Linked DNA regions of Anser cygnoides: region 1 is linked to region 2. A link is a contact called in public Hi-C data. All regions are on one chromosome and are shown on one strand. Each heading gives the region's core, a stretch centred on a gene start, on an enhancer-like site or on the middle of the called end of the contact. The rest is flanking DNA. Distances are from core to core; before and after follow the strand shown.

Evidence for each region. Hi-C and Micro-C count contacts between places; a contact is called where the count stands out from the background.
Region 1: a Hi-C map of liver shows a contact between it and region 2, with 5 times the contacts expected there. The contact joins the promoter of VPS18 here to the enhancer-like site in region 2. A contact is called at or near these places in 2 of 7 Hi-C or Micro-C datasets (both in liver).

Annotation. Positions count from the first base shown.
Region 1 is chr5:33,695,951-33,700,392 of Taihu_goose_T2T_genome, reverse strand. It overlaps VPS18 (VPS18 core subunit of CORVET and HOPS complexes), which reads left to right and starts at 1,358. Exons shown (of 5, transcript XM_013192598.3): 1 at 1,358-1,529. The coding sequence starts at 1,439.
Region 2 is chr5:33,562,832-33,567,737 of Taihu_goose_T2T_genome, reverse strand. DLL4 (delta like canonical Notch ligand 4) reads left to right here. Exons shown (of 11, transcript XM_066997823.1): 5 at 428-488; 6 at 608-738; 7 at 2,120-2,289; 8 at 3,365-3,584; 9 at 4,045-4,753. Among named protein-coding and RNA genes, the nearest start is that of DLL4, 5.0 kb to the left of the region's middle. Within about 2 kb of position 2,842, at least 1 of the 3 cell types and tissues checked has open chromatin away from gene starts, as enhancers often do. A contact at or near this core is called in liver, where this site is marked.

The DNA.
Region 1 (4,442 bases), core at 109-2,608, 130 kb before region 2:
CGAATAAATCCCTTCCTACCTCATTTTCCTAAACCTAATGCAATTTGTGTGTACCTCTTGAGAAGCCAAATGAGAACACTTGCTGTTTATGATGGTAAGGATGATTGGAGAGCAGAGGAATGTGGTTTTGTTGTTATGGCTCAGAGCTGTCACACAAAGATGGTAAACAGCTGGGGCTGGACCTGGGTCTAGGCTCCTGTCAGTGCTTGCAGACAGGCTGAGTCAGGAAAAGCCACCTTGTGTTTTTAGCAAAGCAGACACAGGTGACCCCGCAGAGGCATGCTCCAGGAGCCTCCAGCAGCCCAGCCAGCGTGGGACCTGCATGTCTGGCTCTGCACCAGGGAGAAGGCCTGAGGCACAGGGCTGTGGTTTGGACCCATGTTTATGGGGGTGAGGTTTGCAGAAGAAGGGCAGAGGAAAAGGAGATGTAACTGTGTTAGTTTGTGCAAAGCTAAACATGTGCCACTGCTACTGGTGGTGCCACTCACTGCCAGCTGACATGTAAACAAAGATGGGGATGACCGACTTTAATCTTGCAATGGGTCTGTCTGTGTCGTGAAGTGCCCTGTACTCTGTGGGAAAACATTTCTCTGCTTCTCCCAGAAGGTGTTATGAAGTTTACACATATTTCGTATACATACAGTACATACACGTACATTTTCTCATTATAAAGTAATATAAATCAGATGAAGCCCAAAAGTGTTGTGTAAGATTAACTTCGTTAATGCCAGATTCAGTCTGCTAGTTTAAACTAGAGGGCAAAGCTGTAAATACAACTGTTGGCATGATCCAAACACAACAAAAACCCAGGTCTGAAGTATTATTGATACAGAAGTTGGGTCTAATAAGCTTTGCCCAGAAAGATGGGACAAACATGCAGAGTAAATCTAGCCCAATTCAAGGTCAGCCTTACGCTGGATTGCCACTTGCTTTGTGGCAATCATTGTTTAGCTACAAAGCCAAGATTGCATCAAACAGTCCTAAAGAAAAGACTTGTCAGTTTGTACGGACGTGTTTATAAGCAGCCAGCTGCCGTTTGCCGTCACTAGATGTGTGCGCAGCAGCATCACAACTAAGCAGTGGCTGTGCTAAGTATGCTGGTGCACTAATGTGATGGTTTACAAAGCACACAGCCAGCCTGCACACGACAGACTGGCAAGAAGCTGTGAGCACCACACTGACACGCAGGACCTGCACAGCAAGGCCACAAGCTCGCCAGGCGGCTGCGACCACAGCGGGGACAAAACCACCCCACCGCCACGCTCCCTCCGCCGCCATCTTAGGGAGGAGGATCCCTCACGCCCCGCGCTCCGGGAGGGGCGGGACGGCGGCCACGGCGCAGGCGCGGAGCGGCGCCGGGCGGGCACGTGACGCGGCTCACGTGAAGGCTGGCGGAAGCGGCCGTTGGCGGCGGCGGTTGGTGCGGCCGTTGGGCGCCATGGCGTCCATCCTGGACGAGTACGAGGACTCCCTGCACCGCTCCGCCGCCGTGCAGCAGAGCCGCGCCGCCGTGGGCATCCCGCACTCCGGTAATAAGCCCCCCTCTGCTGCCCGGGGCAGCGCTGCGCGAGCGCACGGGCCCCGGTGTCGTGCCCGGGGGTGGGCGGTGTGGCACGTCAGGCTCCGGGGTGTCTCAGGACGAGGGGTGTCCCCGAAGGGCCGCGTGCCCCGAGGCGGCGGGTGGTGGGTGTGCCTCACGGCGCTGCGGCACGGCTTATGCCGGGGCTGGGGGAGCTGTCAGAGGTCACCTAGCCGGCTTCCCTTTTTTTTTTTTTTATTTTTGGTCTTCGTCAAGGAACCCAACTGCTACAGCCACAGTGGCTGTGCAGGCAGTTGTACCAGCATGGGGTCGGTTTCCTATCCTGGGGCAGCTTTCTAAAAGCTTCACTGTTTGGGGTGATTTGGGGTGTGCAGTCAATGTAAAGCGACGGTGTGGTGACCAGTCAGTCATTTCTTTCATATGCAAGAAAGCAAACAAATGGCAAGCATGCTTCTTGATAAATCCAAGGCAAAACCCTTAGGTTCAATAACAGTTCCCCACTGGATGCCCCCTCACAGCATCATATTGATCACTGGGGGAGGAAACATTGGTTGAGAGAGGATTCTGTGCTACCTGGTATCATCAAGGTAGTAACCGCTGCTATGCAGAGCTGGCATCTGAGGGTTACACTTTTGGACATGCGTGGACACGTTATTTCAAGTCTTTTCCTCATATAGTGTTGCCCACTGTTAGTCTTTGGGGAAAACAGGTTGTGATGCTTGTGTATGTGGCATTGATGAATTGTCATACTCATATATGTGTTGTCATACTCATATATGTATTATAAAGAATAAACACACAAAATTACTCTGAGTCTACATGCTTAAGTAGATATATACCTGCTGTTTGTTTTAATGTACATTAAGTTATTTTGTTGCATGATATTATGTAAGAGTAAGTGTCCTGAATAGGTGTTGAACAAAACAGTGTTGGGACGTGCTGCCAGCTGAAAATACATTTCCAAGGACTCAGCTTTTCTTCTTGACTTCTGCAACACTGTCTTCGGTCATGGCTGTTTGGTGACAAATGATGTTGGCAAAGGAGGTTTTGGAAACTGCTTAATTGCAAAGACACAGTCTAATCGGGATTTCAGTCATTCATGCATCAGAATGCATTGCCGTTTTGGAACAAAACTTCGCCTGATAGAAGTGGGCAAAATGAAGTTTAAGCAAATTGATTTTGAAAGAAGTGTAAGTAAAAAGTTAACTTCCTCAAAGCAGTCCTTAAGGTTAGGTTGGAATTATTGGAAGATGTTAAAAATTTATTCCTCTGTTTCAATGAGTCATTCCCAATGTTTCGGAACAGGTACTGTTTCTCAGAGTTGTAGATTCTGTTGCAGAGCTCAAGTACAGCTGCAGTGTAAACTTCAAGTTCTCCAGTTCCAGCCTGAAAAGCTCTACTTTGACCTGGTGGACTCGATCGATGTTGGTGAACCTAAATCCTCGAACAGATTCAAAGCTCTAAGGAAGAACGTAGTTTTGCACAGAAATCAGGGTGGGAAATACTGCAATAGGATCTCACCTGAACAGAAAGAGGACGTTGGGGTCAGGATGGAGGAATTGGGCTGTTTGAAAGGAATATGAGTTATAAAATACATATCTCCTTTGTACAGGGAATTGTAAGCTGGAGAGCTGCATCCGTGTCATGTTATGGACACTAGTTAAAATCCTCATGTTAATGCTGCTGCTGCTACAGTTGTTATAACTAATGGATACAGTCTTAAAAAGTCTACAATGTGCTGATTTGAACTGTATAAAAAACAAACAAACAATCCCTCAAACATCCTACCTCTTGCTGTCCCAGTCCGCCTTTTGCCTGGTGGCAATCTGAAAAAAATTCAAGACTCTGAATTAATGTGACTTGGAGATCTTGTTGGGTTGTTGTTTTTTTTTTCCCCTTCTCTTCATTAGAGTCATCTTTCCTTTATATAAGCATATATGAAGTAAATATATATTGGTTACCTGTGACATCATGTGAATCTCTACCTTGGGAGCTTTGTCTGCATGTTTTGAACCACCATTCATAACAGCAAGTTCAGGCCTTTGCATTGCAGCTCAATCTGAACTGAAGAACATCTGTTTTGCTTAAGTATAAATAAAGGAATGCACATCTGCATGAGTGGGTAAAATTTAAGCTGTGGATCAACATGTAGGAAAAATACTCATGCTGAGCAAAAGTCTGCCTACTCAGACTGTGGTTGCTTTGTCTGTTCCCGTGTGCGCATCTCTCCTCTAAAACAGCAATCCTTTAAAGATCCCACAGCTGGCCTAGTGTTGAGGCAGAAGCAAGGAGAAGCCATTGGCAGAACGGGCGATAAAAGGAATCATAGTGTCAGCAGGCTGCTTTCCGCTACTCTGCTGATTTTTTTCAACAACAACAGAGCTGGAGTTAAAGTTTTTCAGGATAATGTGGAGGAGGTTATAGGTATGGAATATGCATTGGAGGGATGCTGTTTGTTCCAGCCTAGAGATTATTAGGCCAATGCTCTTCAGAATGGAAGTAGTCTGTTTCCTCCAAGATACAAATTTTTCATTGTATACATCTTGCTGGATAGCTACTTTGGCGGTGAATGGCCTTAACTTGCAGTAGCTCTGTTTTGCTTTTAATCTTCCTGTCCAGGCTAACTGCTGCCTGGATCTACTTGCCTTAGAAATCCTTCACTTGCTCACGGAGCAAAGCAGATGAGTTAACCTAGCCACGTATCCCGTCTGTCTGGCTTTCTGGCTGGAGGTAGTGTGGTCAGACTGCGATCCTCTGCTGTTTTCTTTGCCAGAAGGTTATGTAATACTTTGTGCGTATGGGAAACTCAGTCAGTGGGAAAACCTGTCTCGTGGGACAGATATGGATGCAACTTTGTGATACGATCTGTTTGTGGATGTACAGATGTTCCAGGATTTTGCTG
Region 2 (4,906 bases), core at 1,593-4,092:
TAACACGCTCACAGCTTGCCCACAGAGGCTTACACCATTTCTGCTGCCAGAGAAGATGGGGCAGATGTTGCGCTGTTGTAGCAGGAATCCTTACTGTGGGCTCAGGGTCCCGCTGGATTTTTGCAGTCTTCTGTTAGCACGGGCAGAGCCACCACTTGCTCCTTTTGTATGAGAGCTGCAAGAGTTCATGTTTGTTGTGTAAGCAGAAAAACTAAAGGACAACTTGTCAGATGTTGGCTCTCCTTGTTCACTTCCTCCTGCTCCAGAACTCCTCGTACTAGGAATTTTTAAAACAAAGCTTTGAAAGTGCAAAACCGGTTTTCGAAGCATATTTTTAAAAGCAGACATTCCCCCTTTTAAAAGTGTACTCTGTAGTGGCATATGTATTTACCTAAACATTTCTGCTTTTTTTATGTTCTCTTTATAGCCATCTGTCTGTCTGGATGTACTGAACAGAATGGATATTGCAACAAGCCAGGAGAGTGCATGTGAGTAGATGGCAATTGCAATCCGAACTTCAGTTAAAACAGAATAGTAATAGAAACTTGTAACAGAAACTTAAACTCTTTTCCATGTCATTAATGTTTTAATTTGACTTTTCTTTTAGCTGTCGTCCTGGCTGGCAAGGCCGCTACTGCGATGAATGCATTCCCCACATAGGCTGCCGCCACGGGACTTGTAAAACACAGTGGCAGTGCATTTGTGATGAAGGATGGGGTGGCCTCTTCTGTGATCAAGGTTAGTTCCGAACGTTGTGCTTCTGGGTCTAGATTGGGTATTCCTCAGTACGGGACTAAGGAATCCGACCCATCAGATCTAGAATTAAATTTCAGCCAGGTACACGTTGAGAGGCATCAGTTTGTACCAAGGCTAATATTATATTAGTAGATACTAATACTTAACTTGTAGTAGTTTGGGCTGAAAACAAGCAAGCCTTTTTGGTAGGTGTTGAAAAACAACACCACCTGGATGAGTTTTGAACAGGCAAGTTTTCTATCTTCTCAAGCTAAGTTTAATGTATTCCCTGTACAACTATAACAATTTACTAAACAGTTTCCAGCAGCAGTAAACACCATAATTTGGGCCTTCCTTATTTTGCATACAAGGAAGTTAACTCATGTGATAAGTCTGGAGCATGAGAGAAAAATCATGTAAGCAAGAATGAAAAGTACAGGTTCCATTTTAAGGTACACCAGACCACTTCCACCTATTCAACCCATTGAATCACTGAACTGTAGCCAGCTGAGCAGTCATGTCCTCAAGGCCATATATGCACTGCTGGCACTGAGATCATTAAGTACTCAGAGCAAGTTAAGTGTTTTCATGACATTTATAGGATTAAGATGGGGAAGTCTGAATTAGGCAGGAAAAGTAAAGCTGCAGATTTTTTTTTCTGTTTGTAGTTACCTATTAACCAGTTGTATTCCAATTAGTCTATGGTATTTATAGTGCTTATAAAGATTTCTACTTGCGTCCTATGAACTTGTGTGCTTAACCTCTGTCTCAGATCTAAGTGAAAACAAAAAGGGCCATCAAGCTTGGCAGAGCATTTAGACAGTTTAAACTACTAACATTCATAACAAGGGAGCATGGTAAATAAACAATAAAAGATTTCTAATGTTTGTTTAAATCTTCAAGCCTAAATATTTTTATTTCCTTCCTGCCTTCCCAGAACGTGCCTTGGAGCACACCTTTTAAAGATTGGGCTAATTCTTTTAGTATGTGACATGTTGTGCACGGACTGTCTGTCCATTACGCCTTGGAGCGTCTTTCTGAGAATACACACAAAGTACATTTTGGCATCCACATCCCATTACAGCTAACAGGTTTACACACACAAAAAAGGGAGAGTATAGCAAAGCATTAAGAAAGATAAGTTTCCAAAATTCAGAGCTCAAGTGATAGACGGAGAGCAATATGTAAAATTCGTAACAATCTGAAACATCTGATTATTACTGATAATAATCTGAATAATAACCTCCAGTATTCCTATTAATAGCAAAATTGAAGACTTTTAAAATTGAAAATTCTTTCTTTACTGTTGACTATGGTGTTTTTGTATGAATGTCTTTTTTCAGCCATCAAAGACTCTCTTCCCTAACACATGGTATCTTTGCAGATCTGAACTACTGTACTCACCACAGACCGTGCAAAAACGGAGCAACTTGCATGAACACCGGCCAGGGCAGCTATACGTGTTCATGCAAACCTGGCTTTACCGGTGTTGACTGCGAACATGAGATCAGCGAGTGTGACAGCAATCCCTGTAGGAACGGTGGTAGTTGCACGGTAAGGGCATTTTAAATGTAAAGTCTTTGTGTGAAGCAAGCCCCAGTATACCTTTCCAGAAATGGTTTTGTAACAACATAATGGGAATTCGATAGTACACAGGTTCATTACTGACGCTCACAACTATCATACTGAACCCTTCCCTGGACGTGTCAGGGGAGGAAGTCTGTTACAGGAGGAGATGTATCATCTAGATTAGAACTAGTCAACTGATCCTTAGGTTTCTGTGGCAGCCATTACGAGATCTTGGCAAGATTCAAGGTTTGTGAGGGAGCAGATCTTTAAAAAAATAAGTTTCCCAAATGAAGGTTCATACCAAAATGTGCCGAGTCTGTATTTTAATAATAAATAAAACGTCTGCTTTCTGTTATGGAGCGTAGTGCCAGTTGATACAAAGACAATCAGATGAAACACTTTCTGCAAAACAGGGTTCTTCATTTTTAGTTTTCTGCAGTCTCGTGTTTCAATGTATTTTCAGAGCCAGTCAATGATTGATCCTTCCTGTTGATAACGACTGATGGCTTACAAATATCAGATGTAATCCAATGCATGTTTTGATTAAAGCTAATGCTGCAAGACCCAACTCCCTTCTCCCAAGGCCTTGGACATACATTACTTGCAAAGAAGAGATGAGTTTTGTTGTTATCTAAGTGGAGGGACTTCTCAATAGCAAAGCAAAATAACCCCCTTTTTTATTAAAAAATAAAAAATAAAAGGCTCTCATGGAGAGGATAAATGTCCTGACCACAGCTGTGTAGGTTGACATCAGGCATCCTCTTAGATAGTAGTGGTGTTAGTCATGTTTTTGCCTAGTTGCCTCTAGGCTCCCTACAACTGCGTCTGCTCTGCTTGTGTAGTTGCATGATTACTCCTGCACGATGAATACGGCCAATTCTCGGCTCTATCTCTCACAGACCAGCCTGCAGTTATTTACTCTGAAAATATCACTTTTGCCACAGTCAAAAGTTCAGTTCTGTCTTTTGGGACAGAACAGCACACGCTGACCAAAAATAAATGCGCAAGCAGCTATCCTTTGGTGGCATCAAATTACAATGGCTAATGTTGTGTTTTGCAGGATCTGGAGAATGGTTATCACTGCCTCTGCCCCCCTGGCTACTATGGAACTCACTGTGAGCACAGCGCTTTGACGTGTATCGATTCTCCATGCTTTAATGGTGGCACATGCTTGGAAAAAGAACAAGGGGCCAGCTACACTTGCGTTTGCCCTTTTGGCTTCACGGGGTCGAACTGCGAAAAAAAAGTAGACAGGTGCACAAGCAACCCATGTGCAAATGGTGAGTCTTTTTATCAAAAACTCTCACGTCTCCTTGATTTGTTTGTGCTTTTCAGTGCAGAAGTGATAGAAATCCAATCTGACCTCTACTCTTCCTCTAATACATTAGTCTCTCTCCCTCACTGTATTCCACGTCTACCCTAATTTTGGCCTCTTGGGGCAAGGGGGACGACTTTCACTGGCACTTTCTACGCAGGAAAAAAATGCACAAGTTGGATGGGATAGGATGGGATATGGGATGGGATAGATGGCAGAACTATGCACATTCAATTAACTTTATCACCTATTTAGAAGGGGCATATTTTTAAAGGGTGACGGGTAAGCTAGAAGGAACTTTTCGATGTGTGGTTGTTTGGTAAAATAACCTCCCTCTTCTTGAGGTCGTATAAAATGCTTACGGGCAGAGCTTTATGTTTTATTGGAGACTGATTTTTTTCTTTTATTTTACTTTTTTTCCTCAGATGGTAATTGCTTTTACCTTGGTCAGATTCGCGTGTGTCGTTGTCGGGCTGGTTTCTCTGGTCAGAAATGTGAGATAAACATCAATGACTGTGCCAGGAACCCATGTTCCAATGGGGGAACTTGTCACGACCTGATCAACGATTACACCTGCACATGTTTGCCAGGCTATAGTGGCAGGAACTGTGACATCAAAACCAGAGACGAATGTGCTTCTGGGCCATGTGAGAATGGAGGCACATGCTACAGTGGACTTTACAGTGCCAACTTTGTCTGCTACTGTCCTTCTGGCTTCATGGGCAGCCGCTGTGAATTACCAGTTTATTCAGTGCCCATTACACTTCCTCCTAAACCAGTCCCCTGGATTGCCATATCCATGGGAGTGGGGCTGGTGGCTTTGCTCATACTGTTCTGCATGATAGCAATGGTCATCAGGCAGATGAGGATGCACCCAGAGCAGGACTTGGAGACAATGAACAACCTGTCTGACTTCCAGAAGGACAATCTCATTCCAGCTTCCCAGCTCAAAAACACCAACAAAAATAAAGACCTCGAAGTGGACTGTGGGCTGGAGAAGTCAAACTACAAACCCAAGAATCATAAATTGGACTACAATCTGGTAAAAGACCTGACAAGTAGAGGGACACAGGAAGATAAATATTACAAAAGTGAAAAGTGTTTAGGAGACAAGTCTCCACTCCGACTACACAGGTGAGAATGCAGTCTTCCTAGTAGTCTTTCTAAAGCCCCCCCCTCACCTTCATACCCATGTAGGAGCAGATGAGAAAATATGAAAAAAAAAAAAAACAACTCGGGGAGATAGCATACAAAATAAACCAGAGCAAAGCCACGAATCTTGAAATA